Regions from separate parts of the Mus musculus genome. Here region 1 is linked to region 2. A link is a contact called in public Hi-C data. All regions are on one chromosome and are shown on one strand. The core of a region is the stretch at or near the end of the contact, and the rest is flanking DNA. Distances in the headings are between cores, read along the strand shown. Region 1 overlaps Ulk4 (unc-51-like kinase 4). Region 2 has its middle 8.6 kb from the start of Eif1b.

The links. A called contact is a pair of places that touch in the nucleus more often than the background predicts.
Region 1: a Hi-C map of the N1E-115 cell line shows a contact between it and region 2, with 3 times the contacts expected there. The contact joins two enhancer-like sites. A contact is called at or near these places in 1 of 39 promoter capture datasets (embryonic stem cells), 2 of 484 Hi-C or Micro-C datasets (the N1E-115 cell line and bone marrow-derived macrophages), 2 of 115 datasets of contacts at active chromatin or transcription factors (cardiomyocytes and embryonic stem cells) and 1 of 9 other capture datasets (embryonic stem cells).

The regions. Positions count from the first base shown.
Region 1 is chr9:121,020,331-121,025,446 of GRCm38.p6, reverse strand. All of the region lies in intron 35 of Ulk4 (unc-51-like kinase 4), which reads left to right. Among named protein-coding and RNA genes, the nearest start is that of Gm34945, 46 kb to the right of the region's middle. Within about 2 kb of position 1,781, at least 29 of the 459 cell types and tissues checked have an H3K27ac peak or open chromatin away from gene starts, as enhancers often do. A contact at or near this core is called in the N1E-115 cell line, where this site is marked.
Region 2 is chr9:120,498,631-120,503,790 of GRCm38.p6, reverse strand. It overlaps the pseudogene Gm7229. Among named protein-coding and RNA genes, the nearest start is that of Eif1b, 8.6 kb to the right of the region's middle. Within about 2 kb of position 1,485, at least 64 of the 459 cell types and tissues checked have an H3K27ac peak or open chromatin away from gene starts, as enhancers often do. A contact at or near this core is called in the N1E-115 cell line, where this site is marked.

The DNA of each region.
Region 1 (5,116 bases), core at 532-3,031, 520 kb before region 2:
CCTCGTGAAGCTGTACTCACTGGTACTCTCGTTCCCCAGCTGAAAAGTTCTGAATTCATACAGTTGAATCCTTCTTAACAGTCTGCTTTACGGGAACCTTTATCACCGTCGTTCCCCAGCTGATGAGTTCTGAATTCGGCAGTTGAATCCTTCTCAACAGTCTGTTTTATGGGAACACTTTATCACCGTCGTTCCCCAGCTGATGAGTTCTGAATTCGGCAGTTGAATCCTTCTCAACAGTCTGTGTTACGGGAACCTTTATAAACGTGATCCGCAGTTCTGGTTCCGGAATGAGGGATCCTCCTTGCGCCAGTCCCGAGTTTTTTTCTCGTCCCGGGTTTCGGCACCAATTGTTATTAGACGCGTTCTCACGACCGGCCAGGAAGAACACCACAGACCAGAATCTTCTGCGGCAAAGCTTTATTCTTACATCTTCAGGAACAGAGTGCAAGAAGCAAGAGAGCAAGAAGCAAGAGAGAGAGAAAAGCAAGAGAGAGAAGCAAGAGAGCGAAAAAGCAAGAGAGAGAGAAAAGCAAGAGAGCGAAAAAACGAAACCCCGTCCCTCTTAAGGAGCATTCTCCTTCGCCTCGGACGTGTCACTCCCTGATTGGCTGCAGCCCATCGGCCGAGTTGACGTCACGGGGAAGGCAGAGCACAAGTAGTCATAAGATACCCTTGGCACATGCGCAGATTATTTGTTTACCACTTAGAACACAGGATGTCAGCGCCATCTTGTAACGGCGAATGTGGGCGCGGCTCCCAACACCCATGTGTACAAATGTGTGCCTGGGACAAATGTGCAGCGTCCTCTCCCTGGAAGATCCTGTGCCACAGCCCCACATGCTGCCTCTCTTTAAGTTCTTCAGGTGTTCCGTTGGGTGTCACCAGTCAGCCGTTCCCTGGTGCAGAGCAGCTGGCAAGACAGTGATGCCCATCGCCTGCCTCACAGCTCCCTTCCCTTCTCATTTTCTGGGTTTGCTTTTTTCCCCCCTCCAAGACTGTCGACACTGTGAGGATAAGAAACCTGTCCCCTGTGCCTCCCTATCCTGTTCTCTCCAGCACAGACTTGTTCAGAGCGTATTGATGGTTTAAAACAACAAACCGTCTCTGTGGAGTAAGACCTGCCCCTCACTGGATGGACTCAAGCACTGAACTGTCTTCAAAGCCCACAGCCCACGGGACAGCCACCCACACTCAGGCTGGGTCTCCCTCTGGGCAGCCCCTCGGGAAACCCTGTCAGAGAGAGCTCAGTGCGATCTCTCCGAGTGGCTCATGGCTGCGGGTTGTGAGGGGCGCTGCATCATTTGGAATGAGAGGCTGTGCAGCCACACAGCAGACCTGGCTCCCGTGTGCAGACAGACGGGTTGTTTGCCTGTCTGCACCTCCAGTCTCTCACCTGTCAAGCAGACCAGGGCTCTAACAGACTTCTTGTGTCACACTGTGGACAGCATGTGAGGGTTAAACACCATCATCATCGTTGTCAACTTTATAGAATCTAGACAGGCCTGGGATTTCAGCATCTGTCCCATGGGCTAGGGGCCCAGCTAAGTGAAACAGAGAGCAAGCTGAGCATTGCTTTTTGCTCAGCTGACTTTTTTTTTTTTTTTTTTTTTGCTTCCTGACTGTGGATGTCATGTGACTAGCTGCCCCTGCTGCCATGCCAGCCCTGGCGTCTGTCATGATAAGCCTTCAAACTCTGAGCTTCCTCATGTTGCTTTTGTGAGAACAAAGAGTGGTGTAAAAGCCGGAGTGTCACAGCTGTGGCCGCAGTTGGGCAGAGTCCGGGACCTGGCAGGGGCTGATTGCCATTTGTGTTGGCCTCATTGCTGGCTCTGTGGCACCCACTATAGCAGGCCTCTTCAGCAGGCACACTGCAGACCCGTGTCTCTCGTAAGCAGCAGACTCCTGCAGCCATTTTCAGTGACAAATTCCAGCACTGGGTTTGAGTCCTACTATGTGCTAGGCTCTGTCCTGGGTGTGTGAGGGATGAGCAAGCTGATGACAGTCTCCAGACTCGGAGGAGGCCAACAGTGGCCTGGTTAGTGTTAGGCTCTTGCTGTCACACTCTGAGGAGCTGACAGGTAAGGAAGCAGACTCCCTATAAGCTACAGTTGTGTCTTGCAGTTCCCGCTCCTTCCTGCCAGCCCAGCTCAGTGCCAGTGACCTCGGAGGTTTGTCATGCCCACGGCCTATGAGATATTTTCAGACTTGGACAGCACTGTGATGGAGATGCTTAGCCCTGAGGCCTTCATGACAGGATCACTGCTCACACCAGCCCCAGGCCTGAGACTCAGCTCTAGCCAGGAAGGCCTGGACAAGCCGCCTTTACCCCCTCAGTGACTCTTCGTCAGTGAGATACAGGGGCAGCATCTGCCCTCACGTCCTCCGGGCTGCGGGGACATGTGTCCTCTGACTTCCAGGTTGAGTGTCCTCTGTGTACAGGTGCTGTCAGGTCGGGGTTTCTACTGCTGTGATAAACACCATGACCAAAAGCAACTTCAGAGGAAAGCATTTATGTCATCCTACGGCTTGAGTTCATTGGGAAGCAGGGCAGGAGCTGAAGACCATGGAGGAGTGCTGCTTACTAACTCGCTTTTTATGGCTTGCTCATTCTGCAATCTTACCCAGGACACTACCCAGGGCAGCCTGAGTCCTCCCATATCAATCACTAATGGAGAAAAAGCAGCACAGGCTTGCCCACAGGTCAGTCACTACAGGCTTGCCCACAGGTCAGTCTGGCGGGGACATTTTGATAACAGAGAATCTCTTCCCAAGTGACCCCAGCTTATGTCAAGTTGACACAAAACTAGCCAATACTGATGTGACATGGTTGGGTGAGCATGGGGCACCATACCTGACACATGGAAGGGCCTTAAATCGTCTTGGCCATGTGTATCCAAGATCCTTACTGCTCACTGTCACACCCCCAACTGCTGTGACCCCCCTGTGTCTCTGCTCTCCCCAGAGCCTGGAGCCAACTTGCTCCACCTGAGTCCAGCCTCACTGTGTTTGGGGAGGGTGTTTCATCTGCTGCCTTTCCTTCACTTTCAGGCTCCCAGGACTCATGGCTCTGACGTTGCCTTCCCTCCCTCCTTCCCTCCCGTTCCTGTCAGCTTAGACCTGAAGAGCATTTGTTATTTTAGCAAAGTTAATTTCAGATGGTTGACTAAATAGCCAGCATTTGACCTTTGTGTGCAAGTCGGGTCCTACAGAAATGACTGAAAAGTGAAAAGTATCCTCACAAACCGCTGGAAATAAAATGGGATTCTCACAGTTCACACTGCCCTTCACACAGGACTCTCACAGTTCACACTGCCCTTCACACAGGACTCTCACAGTTCACACTACCCTACCCCAGGACTCTCACATTTCACACTAGCTCTACCCCAGGACTCTCAGTAATCGCACCGCCCCTTCACACAGGACTTTCACAGTTCACACTAGCCCTACCCCAGGACTCTCAGTAGTCATACTGCCCCTTCACACAGGACTCTCACAGTTCACACTGCCCTACCCCAGGACTCTCAGTAGTCACACCGCCCCTTCACACAGGACTCTCACAGTTCACACTGCCCTACCCCAGGACTCTCAGTAGTCATACTGCCCCTTCACACAGGACTCTCACAGTTCACACTGCCCTACCCCAGGACTCTCAGTAGTCACACCGCCCCTTCACACAGGACTCTCACAGTTCACACTAGCCCTACCCCAGGACTCTCAGTAGTCACACCGCCCCTTCACACAGGACTCTCACAGTTCACACTGCCCTACCCCAGGACTCTCAGTAGTCACGCCGCCCCTTCACACAGGCTCTCACAGTTCACACTAGCCCTACCCCAGGACTCTCAGTAGTCACACTGCCCCTTCACACAGGACTCTCACAGTTCACACTGCCCTACACCAGGACTCTCAGTAGTCACTCTGCCCCTTCACACAGGACTCTCACAGTTCACACTGCCCTACACCAGGACTCTCAGTAGTCACACCGCCCCTTCACACAGGACTCTCACAGTTCACACTAGCCTACCCCAGGACTCTGACTAGTCACACTGCCCCTTCACACAGGACTCTCACTAATGACACTACCACTCAGGACTCTTGACTGACTAGTCACACTGCCCCTCACAGGACACTCACTATCCAAGCAGGGCTCTTACTACTCACACTGCCTCCCTGCCTGCCTCCTACTATTCACACTGTGAATCCCAACACAAGATTCACTATTCACACTGCCCCTCACGGGACTCTTAGTCCCACTGCCCCTCAGGACTCCCACTATTGACACATACCCCAATACAAGATTCACACTATTCACACTGCCCCCCCCAGGACTCTGACTAGTCATACAGGACTCTCACTATTCACACTGCTCCTCCACAGGACTCTCATTATTCATACTGTACACCCACAGGACTCTCAGTAGTCACACTGCCCTTCCCAACAGGACTCTCACTAGTCACACAGCTGTCTTTTGCTACAGTTTAAATGGCATAGGGCTTATGCCTACTTATTCTAACATTAATAATAAAAAAAAGAGTAAGCCTGTGTTTTGGGGTGCTACAGTTTAGGTCCTCTGAGAAAATTTGTCAAAAGAGAACCACCATGCTCACTGAATATTGGGAGCTGGGGGAAGTTATTAAGAGATAGGCAGTAAATGACACAGTTGACAATAGCAAATCAAATGTATTCCTCACAGGAGGCTTCAGGCCTCATTTGTGTGTCTGAAACATCCCAATGATTGCCACACCTCACCTCGTCCTAATAAGGCTCGATGGGTCTTAGATGATCCCCGTTCCTTATAGGAAAGCATGTAACATCACCAGCAGTTAGGCACAGAGCCCAAGGGGACAGCCTTGTCCCCGGGGTGGCCTTAAATGTGGAAACACACTGAATTTTAAAGCATGCATTTTTCATCTTACCAAGGTCAAAATGATAAGCAATTTAAATTACGTGTAAGGGGAGAAAGTACGGGAAAGTTAAATGAGATCCAGGTGTTTATCTGCAAGAAGCCGCTGGATCGCCGTAGGGCTAGAGGAGGGTTTGCGGAGGGCGTCTGTTCCCTAGTCTTCTGCTCTGATTTTCATGACATCTTCGGCTTGCCGTTTCATTTCCACAT
Region 2 (5,160 bases), core at 236-2,735:
TGCCCCCAGGTTTGGGAACAACAAGACGATACAAATTGACTTTAATAAACTTATAGTGGGAATACGTTGTTTTTACGTCTGTGCTTCCTGGGTAATGTATGTGAGCACATGAAATGCAGTCATCCTGCCTCTGTTTATAATCACAACACAGCCAAAAGCTCTTGTAAGATGAAGCCACCCAGGGCAGTGCACAGTTTGGAAGCCACAGTTTCACACGATGGGGACCGGCTCAGAGAGGGGCACAGGCCTGAGTTAGGGGCTCTCTTTGGGGTCTTGTTTCTCCTACTTCTTTGCTGTCTGAGTCCTGTTGAGCTCATCTTCTGAGCTTCCTTTTTGTTTTTAGTAATTTATTTAATTTTTACCTTATGTGCATTGGTGTGATGGCACCAGAACCTCTGGGACTGGAATACAGACAGCTGTGAGCTGCCATGTGGGTGCTGGGAATCGAACCCAAGTTCCTCTGGCCCCTGGGCTTCTTCTTTCCCTATCTCCCTTCCTCCCTCTCTCCCTCCCTCCTTCCCTCATTCCTTTTCCTTTGACACAGGGTTTCTCTAACCCTATCTTGAAACTTGCTTTGTAGACCAGGCTGGCCTCAAACTCAGAGATGTGCCTACTTTTGCCTCCCAAGTGTTAGGATTAAAGATGTGTACCACCATGCCTGACTAGTTTGTCTGCTTTTTTGTTTGCTTGCTTACTTGCTTCATTTTTTGAGATAGGGTTTCTCTGTGTAGCCCTAGCTGTCCTGGAACTCACTCTGTAGATCAGGCTGGCTTTGAACTCAGAGATCTGCCTGCTTCTGTCTCCTGAGTGCTGGGATTAAAGGTGTGCACAGGCCAGAACTGCCTCTGGCTGTTTGTCTGCCTTTTGGAAACAATGTTTCACTGTGCAGCTCAAACTGTCCTTGAATTCCAGATCTTCCTATCTCCACTTCCCTTTGGCTTCAAGGGCCTTGTTTGTCCTGATATATAATAGCTCTATGCTTCAGGCAGAGCAGTGTCTCCTCCAAGTTTATACAGTCACAGTCGGATATCTTTATATCCAGTCTCCAGTGTTTCAAGCTCACCTGCATCTCACGGCTCCTACTGAACACTTGTTAAAGCGGGCTCCTCTCCTTCTTCCTCAGAGATTCTGGCTCTGTCAGCTGTGTGCCTTCTAAGCTTTCACATCCTTCTCACATTTTCTAAAACCATGACCAGGCACTATTCATGACAAGGACTTGGTGTCTCACACATCGTGCCAATAACAATTACCTTGAGACTAAGTCCTATCATTCTAAGGAGGTGCACATGGAGGTCTTTGCAGTTAGGAAAGTGTACTTGGGCCTTCGAATGTCTGAGCAGCAAGAGAAGAGTTCAAGCAGCTAGTCACAGAACATTCACAGTCACTAGCCAAGAGAAATGAACCACGGATTCTTGCCGATGCTTAGATAGCCTAGCGCAAGCTCCTCTGCCCAGGCAATAGAGCCACTCAACGTTAGGCAGGTTTTCCCACCATAACCGTGGCAACCAAGCCAAAATACCAACGCAAATGAAAGCACACCAAAAAGACATGTGCTGATCATAAATAGGCCAATATCGCCACCTATTGGCAACGTTCAGAATTGCAGCTCAGCTACTTCAAACAAACAAAACACCTATGGCTCAATCAGGCCAAGCTGTACTGATGCATTTGACAGAAAAGTAAAAACAGATATGATATTAGCAAAAAGTAAAACCAGAAATGATAACTTCAGGGTGGTAAGTATATGGTGTCTCAGGTACAGCTTTTAATTCAGTTTTTCACAGGTTATTAAGATCAGATGCTATAAGCAAACAGACATGGCCCTAGGCCAACTCCAACTACACCCCACACCCAGCTCCCTGTGAGAGCATCTTGAGATTCCCATCATGGCTTATTGCAGACCGTCAAGTGAACAGTGAACACGACTGTCTCAGCCGCCCTCACTTTCACACCCTCTGGGATTCTAGACAATTATCCCAACCAGGTCATCTTGGTTAGCTTTTGGAAGGACAGTTGTCTGCAACCCAGAAATTAGGCTCATGGCTGCTTTGAGGTGTCTCTCAGAGATGGGGCTGAGTGGCTCTTTTAGACACAGGGCCCCAAGAAGTGGGGGCTTCTATCCTACCCCAACTTCACCCCTGCCCCCACCACAGGGTGTCCTAGAATAGATAGATGTCTAGGAGGTAGGTGTACTCTGGGCCTATCAAAGTGCTTTTCAGAGCAAAGGTTTTGACTTTTTTCTTGAGCACGTGGAGTATCTGAGACTGTATCCAGCGATATTATAACTCGTCAACGACTCTGTCTTGGGGTCTTTTCTTTTCTTGAGGCCAATTCATATGAAAGCACATTGATCTATGAAATTTAAAGGCAGGGCATAAATGGGCCAATAGCGCCTCCTCTTGGCCACATGCAGGCATTACATTCCTATCCCCTTTAAACCAAGGTACAAAATAGACACACCTGTGGGTTGGTGACACAGCTTGCCAAAGCTGTTCCTGACACACCTGAAATAGGAAAGTGGCAGAGGTGGGGAGAAATGCTTGTCCTCAGGGCGGTAAACAAGCCGTGTTTCAAGTGAAATTGTGGGATTTCACAAGCAGCTGGCGAGGGTGCCCGGGAAGGTGCTGATGCTGGGTGTGTGTGTGTTCATGAGCGCGCACGCACGTGCGGATGTCCTGTGGAGTTTAGAGTGGACCACAGAGCCTTGGATCCCTGATGCATTCCACAGAGATGAAGTAGGGTATCAGCCAGAGAGCAGCTTGGCTCCGAGCGCCCTGCTTTCTGTTCTTTCCTGTGTCTTTTTTCCACTTTTGCTGTGACCGTCCAACTACTCTGTCCATAGCTTACAGACATGAGTCTGTGCCCAGGTTTTCCTTCTCTTTCTTTCTCTCTTTTCTTTCTCTCTTTTCTTTCTTTCTTTCTTTCTTTCTTTCTTTCTTTCTTTCTTTCTTTCAATTGATTGGTGTTTTCAAAGATTTATCAGTTTTCAAAATGCTAATTTCTTTGTCTTTTAAAAAAGTTATTAGTTTGAGACAAGGTCTCCTATAAGGTAGTTCTTGCTGCTCTAGAACTCACTTTGTAGGTCAGGCTGGCCTTGAACTCATAGAGATCCACCTGCCTCCGCCTCCTGAGCGCCGGGATTAAAGGTGTGTGCTGCCACTCTCGGCTTGTCTTACCCCTTCCCAGTATGTTCCTCCTGTCCATTTCTCTGTCTTTCTAGTTGTCTTCTTCCCCTCTCTGCTCTCCGATGTTTGTAACTTCTCAAGTCCATCCAGTGCGTTTTGCTTCTCCCACACCCTACAGGATGTGATTAAGGATACAAAGTTCCCAGGCCTAAGTTCCCACACAGCCTTGTTTAGCCAGCTTGTTTTAAGACAGGGTTTTACCCCGTAGCAAAGCTGGCTTTGGACTTATGATCCTCCTGCCTCAGCTTCCCAGATCTGGCTTTACAGGTGCACCCCACGCTGCCCGGCTGTCTGGGTTTTGACACATCATGTTCCTGTGGCCACACACTCCATGCTGATTTGTGTCTGTTAAGTAAGATGTTCCCTGTTGGTTGTGGGCTCTGTGGTTCACTCTGAGCTCCACCGGACATCTTGTACTCCCAACCTGCACCCCAGCAACCGCACCCTCCCCGACACCATTGCCAGCATCCTCGTGAAATCCCACAATTTCACTTGAAAAGCTAACTTGAACCAGATGCTGACAGTGACCAATCACCAAGTGGTACACTGAGGCACATGACCATACTGAAACATTGCTTCTTTTGATAATATGTGTGTGTGTGTATATATATATATACATATATGTATATATGTATATACATATACATATGTGTATATATATATATTTGTTTTTGTTTTTTGTTTTGTTTTCTTCTCGCTCCAGCCCCACTTACTCTGGCCCTGCTTGCTCCGGCCCCACTCCTTCCCTGTGAGAAAGGCTTAAGATTTATTTATTTTATGTATTTGAGTACAATGTCACTCTCTTCAGACACACCAGAAGAGGGCATCAGACCTCATTCTATATGGTTATGAGCCACCATGTGGTTGCTGGTATTTGAAGTCAGGACCTCTGGAAGAGCAGTCAGTGCTCTTAACAGCTGAGCCATCTCTCCAGCCCATCCCCTGCTTTGTCCCCAGGTGAAAACTCCCCCTCAGTCCCCATCCTCTCCAAGGAACAGGCTCAGCAGAGGCTCAGTCCATCTGGAAGTTAATTCAGCAACACGTCTCCTCCGGGGAACGATGCAAGCAGCTGACCTGCAGTTAGCAGCCATTCGGGTCAGTGTGGTGTTTTCTTTTTAAATATTTAAAATGTTTTATGTGTTTTACATGCATGTATGTGTGTGTACCACGTGCGTGCCTGATGCCCTCAGATACTGGAGGGGGGCACCAGATTCCTCTACTCAAGGCCATTTTGGTCATGAGCCACCACGGCCAAGATGCAGCTGCAGTTTCTGTGGTCACCTTATCTGACTCTTGTCTATGGTTCCCCATGGAGTCCCTGAGGGGCCATCATCACTGCTAATGGATGAAGAAACCTAGCTGTGGGGGGCAACCTGCTATTGTTCACAGTCAGGATCCACAGTACCGGGAATTACCAAGGGCTGAGCAGGGCTCAAGCATCTCCTGGCTAGAGGACCAACTGTGCCAGAGGGGAAAATATCTTTTGACACTGCCTTTCTGACACAGGTGGAGCTGTTGTCATGACGATTGTTTGTCAAATGGCCTGGATCCTGCCCTAACTTGCTACATGGCCTGCCTCTTAGAAGAGAATGTTTTGGCTTTGTTTTGTTTTGTTTTGTTTTTCTCACTGCAAAGTAATTGCATCAGAAATCAGAAGGATAGTCTTCAGTGGGATGAAACAGTGGTGTGAACAATGGTTTCTGTCCTGTACATGAATCTTTATTGAAAACAGTCCTACCTGGGCATTCTATGTGGCCGTCTTCCATGGCTGAGCTAAGCACTTGGAACATAGATCGCACAGCCTTGGCACCTCAAATATTTAATGGGGAGAGCCCCCGTAGAAGCACAGGCAAAGATGAGATGCTGAGGCGTGGTGACCAGAAGAACACGGGGGTGAGGAGGATATAGTTAAAACCCAGAGGCAGATGAAGTAGGAGGAAAAGGTGTCAGCACTGACTTCTCAGGCTTGAGGGCA